Linked DNA regions of Canis lupus: region 2 is linked to region 1. A link is a contact called in public Hi-C data. All regions are on one chromosome and are shown on one strand. Each heading gives the region's core, a stretch centred on a gene start, on an enhancer-like site or on the middle of the called end of the contact. The rest is flanking DNA. Distances are from core to core; before and after follow the strand shown.

Region 1 (5,474 bases), core at 1,918-4,417:
CCCTCCCCCTGCTGGGATCCCCCCAGCCCCTCCGGTCTGGCAGGAAGGGGGCAGCCTGCAACCCCCATGGGCAGGTCTGGGGCTGCCAGATGCTCCAGGCAGGGGGCTGGAGGGGGCTCACAAAGGCTTGCCCTCCAGAGAGATGACGGCACTGCCCCCCAGTTTCTCTGCCAGGGTGCAGCGGTCCTTGACCTCCTCGTAGCAGTTTGCTTGTAACTCATGCTTGATCCCTGTGAGGAAGAAAGGGAGCATCTGTGAGCAGGATGCATTGGGGGAGGGGAAGTCAGGGCTGGGAAGGAGCCAATCAGAACAGATGGAAGGGACAAGGTTACCTTCTAGCAGGCAGGGAAGAGGAGGGGGAGGAATCTCATATACCACGGCATTCATCCCACCCTGCAGCCAAAGCCTGAGTGAAAAGGTGCATGGCACCAATGCTGGCCCTTACCAGTCAGCTTTTTCTTGATGGCATCCTTGGAGCTGGCATAAATCATTTTGCTCTTAAGGGGTGCAGACTCAGGTGCCCTGAAGGAAAACAACAGAGAATATGCAACAAAGTTCCCTCTCCAAGTCTAGCAAGTGCCATCAAGTAATAGAGGACTTCAAGAAACCCTTGAGCTGGTCTCCAGCATTCAAGCTTTTATCAAGTTCCTCATTGACAAGTGTTTTGTTACAATACCCTCCCCCTCCCTCCGAATTCCATTAACTGGGAACCACAGAGATTCCCATCCTAAGAAAGTAGGGTGGGGCAGAGCTAGAGCAGGTAACAGGAAGAAAGTGCCTGCAGAGAAGCTCACCAGAAGATAAACACCAGGTCCTCCTTCTTGCTCTCCTTGGTCTCATAGGTTGCGTCATAGAGGGCATAGCGGCAGTCCTTGTCTGGTAGCATCTTGACAAAGGTGGCGTAGGGGTCATCTACAGTCTGGCCCACATCACCTACCAGGATCTCCTTGCCCTCCTCGAGGATGATGTTCTTCTTGTCCTCGCTCAGGCAGAAAAGAACTGCCTTCTTGCGCTTCTTCACTTCCTCGGGTGTTGAAGACTTACGCACCTTCATGTCATTGAACACTTTGATGACGCCATCAGAAACCGCCACGCCAGAGGCCTGGGGGACAAGCCACATATTTTTCATGAAGGAAAGACTTCTGGACCCCCCCCTGAAGTCCCTCCTTTGCAATTTTAAGAAATATACCTCGGATGCCAACAAGTTCTCAACCCGTGGAGATCATTAATCCCCTTCCCAAGACAAGAATCACTATTTTCCCACCCAAACCACTGTCCAAGGACCAAGTGAGACACAACTCCAGAATGGCAGCCACAGAAGAAACCTCTTATCTAACATAATTCCTCCTCATCCAACACTTTACAGCCTAGAAACTGAAGATCTCTGAGAGGCAGAACCTTGGCTTTGATGTGAGCCCAGAATCAAAAGAATCCTAGGCTATTGACTCCTTACAGTACTCAATCTCAGCTTTAGGGTAACAGTGCCGACTTAAAACTTCACGGATAGGAAAAGGAGACCCAGGCACCCAGGGAACAGACACCTCTTCTGGAAACAGAACCAGAACGCCACAATGGTAGGGCACAAAGAAATTTAACGGTTCTCGTTAAATCCGTCATAACTATTCAGTATAGTTGTTCACAAACCATCCTTTTTCCTGGGTTTTCTTCAACCAAAGCAAAAATCACAATCCCTAATTAAGACCATAACCCATTAACTCCCAGTCTTCGGGAAAAATGTAGGACCTAAAGGTGGCTGACAGAAGTTAGCAGGTCAAACCCAAATGCGCACAGTCCTTGAGCTCTTTTAACGTCTATTTTGGGTCGTGTTGGGTGGGGACACGATAGCCAAGAGAGGGGCTACTGACCAAAACGAAATATGCCGCGCCCCCCACTCCCGGAACTGCAGAGGAAGCCGGCCACGTGACTCAGCCGCTTCCGGAGTAGGCGGGAGAAAACGTTCGCCTGGGCCCGGCCAGGACCCGGAGAGAAAGCAGTACCTGGAGGCAGTAGCACCCCCAGGGCCTCAAGACCGAAGAATCGCTTTACCGACCGGCGTATCCGTCCCCTCCGCTGCCGGTCGGAGGATGGACAAGTTACACAACCTTCAGTTCTCGTAGCCCTGGGGCTGAACACAGGGGGCGGGGTGGTTTCCGGGCGGTGCCCGCCTGGGTCACTTCCCTAAACTCGGCTCCACCCTCAGGCCCCATCCGGGAAAGCCGAAGGCCCCGCTTGTCCAGGGCTTCGGGCCCAGTAGTGGGGCCAGTGCGTGTGCGCAGGCGCCGGCCGACGGTGCCTTTCCAGCCTTTGCCGGATGTACAGAGCAGAGAACCCAGATCGCTTTGTGGGCTCCCTCGCAGGGCCGTGATCCCTCCGCGGTGCAAACCTGCGGCTCCGGTGGCGAGGTGCAGGCTTCTAATCCCCAGCGCTAGCACGCAGACCCCTCCGCGCCCGCATCCCCCTTGGCCCTCTGCCCCCGCCCCTCCTGGGCGCAGACATCCCTGCCACCTGCTCTCGACAGACCCGCCAGCCGAGGGAGGGTGACGCGGAAACAGGAACAGCCCTTGGGTGGGGCGCGCACGCCGAGACCGCTCGCGCGCTTTTCCTTCGACACCCCCGGGAAGGGTTCGGATGCCGCGTGCTCCGCCGAACGCGCGCCCCCGTGAACCGACTTGCCTCAGCGCGCGCCCCCGGCTGCTCCGCGAGGGGCGGGCACGCGCGCGCGCACCACGGACCCCTCCCCCACCGCCGGTATCCGCGCGGGCGCACCAGCGCGGTGGGGGAGGGGAAAGGAGCCCAGGGGGCGCGCGAGCGACGGCCGAGCTAGCCCTCCCCAGCGCCCTCGGGCGCGCACGCGCGTCCCAACGCTACCCGCCCCTCAGCCCGAGACCCTTATCCCGCCCGGGGCGCTGGGGGAGGGGGTGCAGATGTCGCTCCCCCGTTCCTTCCCCCGCGCGCAGACGAGCGACTTGCAGACGCCTCCCCTCAGTCGCCATGGCCTGCTGCTCACCATGTTTCCGGAAGCGAAAGGGAGATAGCAAAAAGGGTCAGAAGAGATGAGAGCCGCTGCAGCTGCCGCCGGGATCCGACTGAACGCGGCCTCTCCCGGCCCCTTCCGTTTAGTAGGAGCCGCACAATGAGGGGCGGGGCGGGCTTCCGGCGCTCCCCCCACGGGGCGACGGGAAATGAAGTCCAAGGGTCCTGCGCCGTCTTTTTGGCCAGCCGGCCTCTCAGGGCCCTATTACATGCTGGGAAACGTAGTTCGAGACAGCCAAGGGGGGCGGTGCTGTGGCGCGGAGAGCACGCCCATTGGTCCACTTTTCCAGGAAACGCTCAGCTGGGCAGAGGCCCCTAGCTCTAGGTAATGTGACCCGAAAATGAGCCTCGACCTCGCCGCTCTTTAACCGCCGCGAAACTGTTTCTTATGATCCATCTTGGCACCTTCTGGTCTGAAAATTTTGGGTTTAGTATTTTGCTTTTCTGAACTGAAGTAACTATTTATTGGCCTGGAATCCAGTCCTGGAGCAAGAGGAATCGCAAGTGTAAAGCGTGTTCAACCCGATAAACAATTCGTTGGGCACCCTCCATATGCAAAGCCACTCGTTTCCTGGGAAAGACCATATGCAACTTCAATAAAATTAAAATAAGACACAAGAGAGACTCTACAAGGAAGTCTTTAAGAATATAGCTTTGTTCTTGTTTTAAAGATAGATGGCAAATTCACGAAACGGGTTTATGTCAATTTAAAGACTGCGCCTTTTACTAGACACGGTGAAAAGAATAGATATTAAGCCAGACTCGAATCACGTCCTCGAGTTAACAGCCATGCATACGGTTAACTTAAAACTCGCAAAAATTAAGACACAGCTGTGTTAGCTTAAGTTTCTGAAAAAGAAGCCGGTGGGGACTACGGAAAGTTTTCCTTGGCCTCGAACAACGATCATGCCTTAGTCTTTGCCGAAAGGGTCACAAATCAGGGATCTGAGGGCCTAGATCCCATCAGCGGAATAAAGAGTGTAAATGAAGAGCTGGAAGCCCGGTCTTCAAGACCGGGAGTGGGGCGCTTCGCAGGGCATGCTGGGGATTGTAGTCAAGGACGTCCCGCTGCATCGCTCACCCCCCGAGTTCCCGGAAGCCCCAGGTGGAGGCCGCCGCTGGACCCACAGCCCGGTAAACGACCCTGCCAGAAAAGGAGACTGGCTCCACTTTTTTTCAAGCCTCGGAGTTTCCAAGAGCAACGAGGAGGGGCAGAGAGACTTCGAAGTTACCCTGGAGACACGCTCCCGCCCGCCCCTAGCCACGGGATGCCCTAGATGTCCTTATTAGGACAAGAGACTAGAGGGGGTGGGGCCAACCCGCACACTCGATGGAGGCTCCTTATAAGGCAGCCTCGGGAGGGAGGCGGGAGTTCGGAGCTGGCTTGGGCGCGCGCGGGGTGGGGGTGGGGGGTGCGTTCGCGGCTGGGCGGAGTCTGGAGGGGCGGGCCTAGAGCTAGGGTGCCAGCCTCCGTACTCCTCGAAGGCCGCAGACCATCTCCTCGCGACTTCAGTATAACAGCTGGGTGGAGGCTCTAACTCTCTGGTGACATCTTCAAGCCGAACTCAGCTGTACGTGTCCCTCAACCTGGGACCCTTTTGCATAAGCCTGAACCTAAACTTCCTTGAGAGTCTCCCACCTCCAATGAGTTACAAAAATGACTGTGTTCTCCCCTTCCACCTTCGTCCGGGCTTTTACCTTCAGTCTGCTCCCCTGAATCTAACCACGTGCCCATCTCAGACCCCCACCTCGGGCTGAGGCCCAGCACCTCCCATTTGCCCCCCTTCTATTTGCCCTCTGTTCCCCTCTGTTCTCCTAGCTTTAACCTTCCCTGAAAGTCCCAGACTTCGTGCCCTCCCCCACTGCTGGATCTCCACATCTCCCCGCCCCTCACCCAGCTCGGAATCACCATTTCTTCGGAGTCCTTGAGCTCCTCCTACATTACCTTTGTATCTTCATCCCTTATACTTCTTTCTAGATGTCCTTCCTACAAATACGCCTGCACTTACTTGCCCCACCCTCCACCTCTTGGGCTTCTCAGAAGCCCAGCGTCTCTCCGGCATCCTCAGCAAAGGTGAGACAAACTGACACCCTGGTTCCTCGGTGTTCAGGATTACTGCCATCCAGCCCTCCTAGCCACACGGGGGCGCTGTCTGTCTTTCTGTCCGCACAAGGAGTACCCCGCTCTCCAATCTGGGCTAGGAGGAAGGGGCGGGTCAAGGCTCCGGGGGTCTGGGTGGGGCCGATCCGAAAGACTGGTCTGGGCCGGGAGGGGCGAGGGGGCGAGAGGCCGTAGAAAAGGCGCTTGGTACCAACCACTTGAAGCAGTGCCGGAGCGGGGAGGGCAGCTGGAGGCTGTTCGCTAGTAATTGCCCCGCGTGGGGCCACGTGATTGGAGAGGTGCCGCCCTCACTCTCGAGCCAGGTGTTCGAATCCCGTCT
Region 2 (5,121 bases), core at 2,308-4,807, 170 kb before region 1:
TCGCCGCTGGTCACGCTGTGTTTTGGCCTGTGTGTGTTGGGCCGACGGGCCCTGGGGACAGCTTCGCATAGCATGTCGGCCAGGTGAGTGCCACAGGTCTGGCCCTGTTCCCCTCTAACCCCTCCACAAAGAGCTCTGGGCCAGAAGCCCCCAGGAGCCACCTCAGTCCTTCCTTCAGGGTGGCTCTTCTCCTCGGGCAGGGTACCTCCCACTTATAGACCTTGCCTGTTCCTCACCACCCTACGAGGGACCTAGACAGACACTGGCCTTGTCAGGATGGAGAAACAGAGGCTCAGCATAAAGAATGGTCTCAGCTCAGACCACCATGTGGAGAGCCAGGGCTCAGAAACCTTCATGCTTGCCTGTTCCTTCTCATCCCCAGCCTGGAGCCCTTCCTCTATGGCCTGCACGCCCTGTTCAAGGGCGACTTCCGCATCACCTCCCCACGCGACGAGTGGGTCTTTGCAGACATGGACCTGCTTCATCGTGTGGTGGCACCTGGGGTTCGCATGGCCCTCAAGCTTCACCAGGTGGGGAGAAGTGTGCCCAGGTAGGGTGGGCATTTGGGGGATGAAGCCCTCCCCGGGTCAGGGGCCACTGACCAGGCTTCCCATTGGCCCCCCAGGACCACTTCACGTCCCCAGATGAGTACGAGGAGCCGGCTGCTCTGTATGATGCCATCGCCGCCAATGAGGAGCGCCTGGTCATATCGCATGAGGGTGACCCGGCCTGGCGCAGTGCCATCCTCAGCAACACACCCTCACTGCTGGCTCTGCGCCACGTCCTAGATGATGCCTCCGACGAGTACAAGATCATCATGCTTAACCGGCGCCACCTCAGCTTCCGAGTCATCAAGGTGCGGATGGCCCATCCCTGCCAGGCACCTGGCCCCCTGCCAGGCACTGGCCCCCCCCCTGACCCTTGTGCATGGCCCCCCGCAGGTGAACCGTGAGTGTGTCCGTGGCCTATGGGCCGGGCAGCAGCAGGAGCTGGTGTTTCTGCGCAACCGCAACCCTGAACGTGGCAGTATCCAGAATGCCAAGCAGGCACTCCGCAACATGATTAATTCTTCCTGTGACCAGCCGCTGGGCTACCCCATCTATGTGTCGCCCCTCACCACCTCGCTGGCTGGTAGCCACCCCCAGCTGCGGGCTCTGTGGGGTGGCCCAGTCAGCCTGAGTGCCATTGCCCGCTGGCTTCTGCGCAGTTGGGAGAGGTGAGCCCTGAACGCTGCCCCGAGCCTGTGGGGCTGAGGTCCTGGAGTGGGAAGCGGAGGCTCAGCGAGGTGAAGCAGGTTCCTCCTAAGCCTCAGAGTGAAGAAGTGCTGGAGCCAGGCCTGGGTCCTGAGAGGTGACACTGCCTTAGAGCTGACCCATCTTCATGCTGCTTTCCCAAAGTTAGTGGTGGCCTTTTGCCTTCTGAGCTGTCAATGACACCTCTCTTAGAAGACCCTGAAAAGGAGATGGCAACATCTCTTAGAGACGGGATCCTGGGGCTCAGAGATGTTAGCTGGCTTGTCCTAGAGCTGGGGACTTGCGCCTCTGGAGTCTTAGGCCCTCCGCCTGCCAACCTGTCCCTCCCTGCCACCCCCTATTCCAGGCTTCATAAGGGCTGTGGTGCCGGCTGCAACAGCGGTGGGAACGTGGATGACTCGGACTGTGTCGGAGGTGGTGGCTTAACCTCCCTCAGCAATAACCCCGCCCTGGCACACTCCACACCTGAGAACACAGCAGGTGAGTGAGCAAGGCCAACCTAAGCCAGTGAGTGAGGAGGACAGCCTAGCTGAGAGCTTGACCCTCTTACCTGTTTCCCACAGGCAGTGGCGACCAGGCCCTCCCTCCGGGCCCAGGCTGGGGCCCTCGGCCTTCCCTGAGCGGCTCTGGTGATGGGCGACCCCCTCCATTGCTGCAGTGGCCACCCCCTCGGCTCCCTGGACCAACCCCTGCCTCCCCTGCCTCCACGGAGGGTCCCCGGCCCTCAAGGCCCCCTGGCCCTGGGCTCCTCAGTTCTGAGGGTCCCAGTGGGAAGTGGAGCCTGGGGGGTCGAAAGGGGCTAGGGGGATCTGAGGCAGAACCAGCCTCAGGGAGCCCCAAAGGAGGCACCCCCAAATCTCAGGTAAGGGTTCTGTGGAAGGATTGGGTCCTGAGCTACTCAGGTCTGCTCTTCCACCAACCGCTCTCCCCTCCCCTAGGCGCCCCTAGACCTCAGCCTCAGCCCGGATATCAGCACCAATGCTTCCTCGCCCCCCAGAGCAGCCAAGGACATTCCTTGCTTGGACAGTAGTGCTCCTGAAAGTGGCACACCTACTGGGACCCTGGGGGACTGGCCTGCCCCTGCTGAGGAGCGGGAGAGCCCGGCCGCTCAGCCCCTGCTGGAGCATCAATACTGAGTGGCCTGGTACCCTCTGGATCCCAGCCCCAGGATTCAGTAACTTGGATCCCCGGCCTCTGGCCCTCTCTCCTGGACCACAGAACTGAGTGGCTTTGGCTTCCACATCTGAACCCTGACCTCTGGCTGCCTTAGCCAGAGTATCAGAACTAAGTGGCCCAGACCTCTGACCTTGATCCCTGATCTCTCATCCCTAGTCCAGGGCCTGGGCTCCCAAAACTGAGGCAGGCAGCCTCCCAGCCAGGCCCTAAAAGCCAAATCCATGGGCTGGTCCCGCTTCGAGCCCATGGCCAGGACTGACTGGACTTGGCCCCTGGGCCCGCTCTGCCTTCAGAGGCGGCAGCCCTTGGCCTGGACCTGGGGCTGAAATGTGGGAAGGGTGGTTTCTTTTTTTCTTTTTTTTTTTTTTTTTCGTGCTTCGGAGACACCAGAATTAATAACACTATTTTTGATTTTGGTTGGTGTTTTCTTTTTCTGTCTGGGAATGTTTGGGTGGAAGATAGAGGCAGGTGGCCAGGTCAGGGTAGATGAGCAGAGAGGGAGATCAAGAATCTGGGGCTGGGTAATGATGGAGACAGAGGTAAGACCCAGGTGGGGTTCAAGTAGGCTTAGGTCCCCTTCCTCACAACTTTGTTCCTTTTTAAGCCTTGGCCTGAAGTTCATGTTCAGTTTCTCACCCCTGAATTTTCAAAGACTTCTACCTCATGAGGCTAGTGCCTAAAATTATCAGCCTTGACCTTGGCAAAAGCCTTTCTCTGAACCTCAATTTCTCCAGCTATAAAGCAGAGGAGAAAACACCTGTCTAAGGTGTTTTTAAGAACGAGAGCGTGTGGAGAGCAGGGTCCAGTGCTTAGTTAAGTGCTCATAAATGGTCAACTGTTTTCTGGGCACCTGCTCTGTGCTGGCCGGTGCGGGGTGGAGGGGTGTGAGGGAAGGGGCTGCTAAACACTAGGAATCCTGCTGTAGCCCTCCCAGTTGGTCTGGAAGGCAGGTCTACGTTTTTGCGTTTCTCAGCCGACGCAGGGGACCCAACCGCGCGCTGCACTGGGCCTGGCTCGGTTCTCTTGCCCGAGTGCGCCTGGTCTGCAGTCCCCGCCCTCGGGGCTTCCCGCCGCAGACTGCTCCCAGGCCGGCCCCGCCCCCTCCGCGCGGCCCCGCCCCCCGACGAGCCCCGCCCCCGAGGCGGAGCCGGTGCTGGAGCAGCAGCGGGAGAGGCAGCGGGACCCCAGCGCGGGAGGAGGCCACCAGGCGGGAGCCCCAGAGGTACCGGCGGGAGCGGGGGAGTGGAAGCACCGCGGTCGGGCCGGACAGGGGAAAAGGCTTGGCGTGGGCCCGGGGGGTGGATGTGTGGAAGGGGGTTCCTAGCCGCGTTCGCCGCCTGCACCCTCCTAACCTCTGGGCTCCAGCTCCAGTTCCGAGTCAGCGCGTCCACTCCCCTGAGTCCGACCGGCGGCCCCCACTTCTCGGCGTGACCGCCCGGCCCGGTCCGGCCAGTGTGCGGGCGATTGGATGAGGCGGTCCCTGACTCCTCTGGGCGGCGCTGGCGGCTGCCCCTAATGCCGGCCGTGTGTGGGACGACCCCGCTGTCCCGGCGCTCCCCTTGTCGCGAGGCGGCCTCCTCCCCAGCCTTTGCGCGCCGGCCCCTAGTCTCGGGCCTGGCCTGGGAGGAAACATCTGTCGCACCCCCTGGCAGCAGAAATGGGGTCATGACCTCCAGATGTGCTGGGAAGCATCCAGCGCCTCCTCCTGGGGCAGCCAGGCCTTCCGGATCTGTGGGGGCGGGGCCGGCCCTCTCCCCCCAGTGACACAGGCTGAGAGGAATGTCCCGGCCTCAATGGACCCTGTGTGAGGCTGCCGGGTGGGGGGCAGAGCTCAAGAACACCCCCCAAGGCAGGGCCAGAGCCCAGCATTGGGCCGGAACAAGAGGCAGCTCATGGGCTGTGCACACACACATAGGCAGAGCTCAGCCCACACAGAGCAGAGGCCCACTCGGCTTCCCTCTCATGTCCCCTCCCACCCCAACACACACATCACAGCCCAGGCCGAAGAGCTCGGCCCATGGAGCGAGCGCCTGCCTCACCACCACGTCCTTAACACATGGTCAGCTTTACACTCTTGAACCTTCTTGCGGTCTCCCCATGGTGTTGGGAAAGGGCAGAAGGATTAACCCCATTTTAGAGATGAGAGAACAGAGGCTCCGGGTCCGTGGCAAAGACGGGACTCTTTCTTCTAAGAGAAACGGGAGGAGGCACTCCAAGCTTCCTGGAGGCCCACACTTGCTTGGTCCTGGAGCTTTAGATGAGGGGTACACGGAGCCCCTGCCCCCACCCTGTCCTACCCCAGCCACTCACAGTGTCACTGGAGGATGCATGAAGACCTGCCAGCAGTTGTCTGTGTTCTTAGTGGAGCGTCCCACATCCCTTCCCTGCCTGCCCACACCTGCTGGGGTTCACTTGGGGTGGCTTCCCCTCACTTTCTCACACTACCCTTTGCACCTGCCCCTGGTCGCGACATTTCCGCATCTAGCAGGTCCCTGGGGCCTTGGGTGTCTCAGTCTTACATCCTGTGAGACTTTGAACCTCAGCCCAACCCCCACTCACCCAGCACCCACAAACAGGAGTGGGCAGGTACTACACTGTTTAGGCCCCAGAGATTGACAGACCCCAGATCCTAGCTGTAACATGGAATTACTTCAGGAGAGAACATCCCCTTTTCTGGACCTCAGTGTGACCC

The links. A called contact is a pair of places that touch in the nucleus more often than the background predicts.
Region 2: a Hi-C map of blood shows a contact between it and region 1, with 3 times the contacts expected there. The contact joins the promoter of SIPA1 here to the promoter of CFL1 in region 1. A contact is called at or near these places in 2 of 9 Hi-C or Micro-C datasets (amygdala and blood).

The regions. Positions count from the first base shown.
Region 1 is chr18:51,903,939-51,909,412 of UU_Cfam_GSD_1.0, reverse strand. It overlaps CFL1 (cofilin-1), which reads right to left and starts at 3,167. Exons shown (of 4, transcript XM_038563900.1): 1 at 3,008-3,167; 2 at 795-1,102; 3 at 446-522; 4 at 1-230. The coding sequence starts at 3,010. The coding sequence ends at 118. It overlaps MUS81 (crossover junction endonuclease MUS81), which reads left to right and starts at 2,970. Exons shown (of 19, transcript XR_005373620.1): 1 at 2,970-4,167; 2 at 5,012-5,107.
Region 2 is chr18:52,071,345-52,076,465 of UU_Cfam_GSD_1.0, reverse strand. SIPA1 (signal-induced proliferation-associated protein 1) reads left to right here and starts at 3,557. Exons shown (of 16, transcript XM_038563914.1): 1 at 3,557-3,651. It overlaps PCNX3 (pecanex-like protein 3), which reads left to right. Exons shown (of 35, transcript XM_038563926.1): 29 at 1-83; 30 at 383-530; 31 at 626-856; 32 at 942-1,216; 33 at 1,600-1,733; 34 at 1,817-2,115; 35 at 2,192-2,845. The coding sequence ends at 2,389.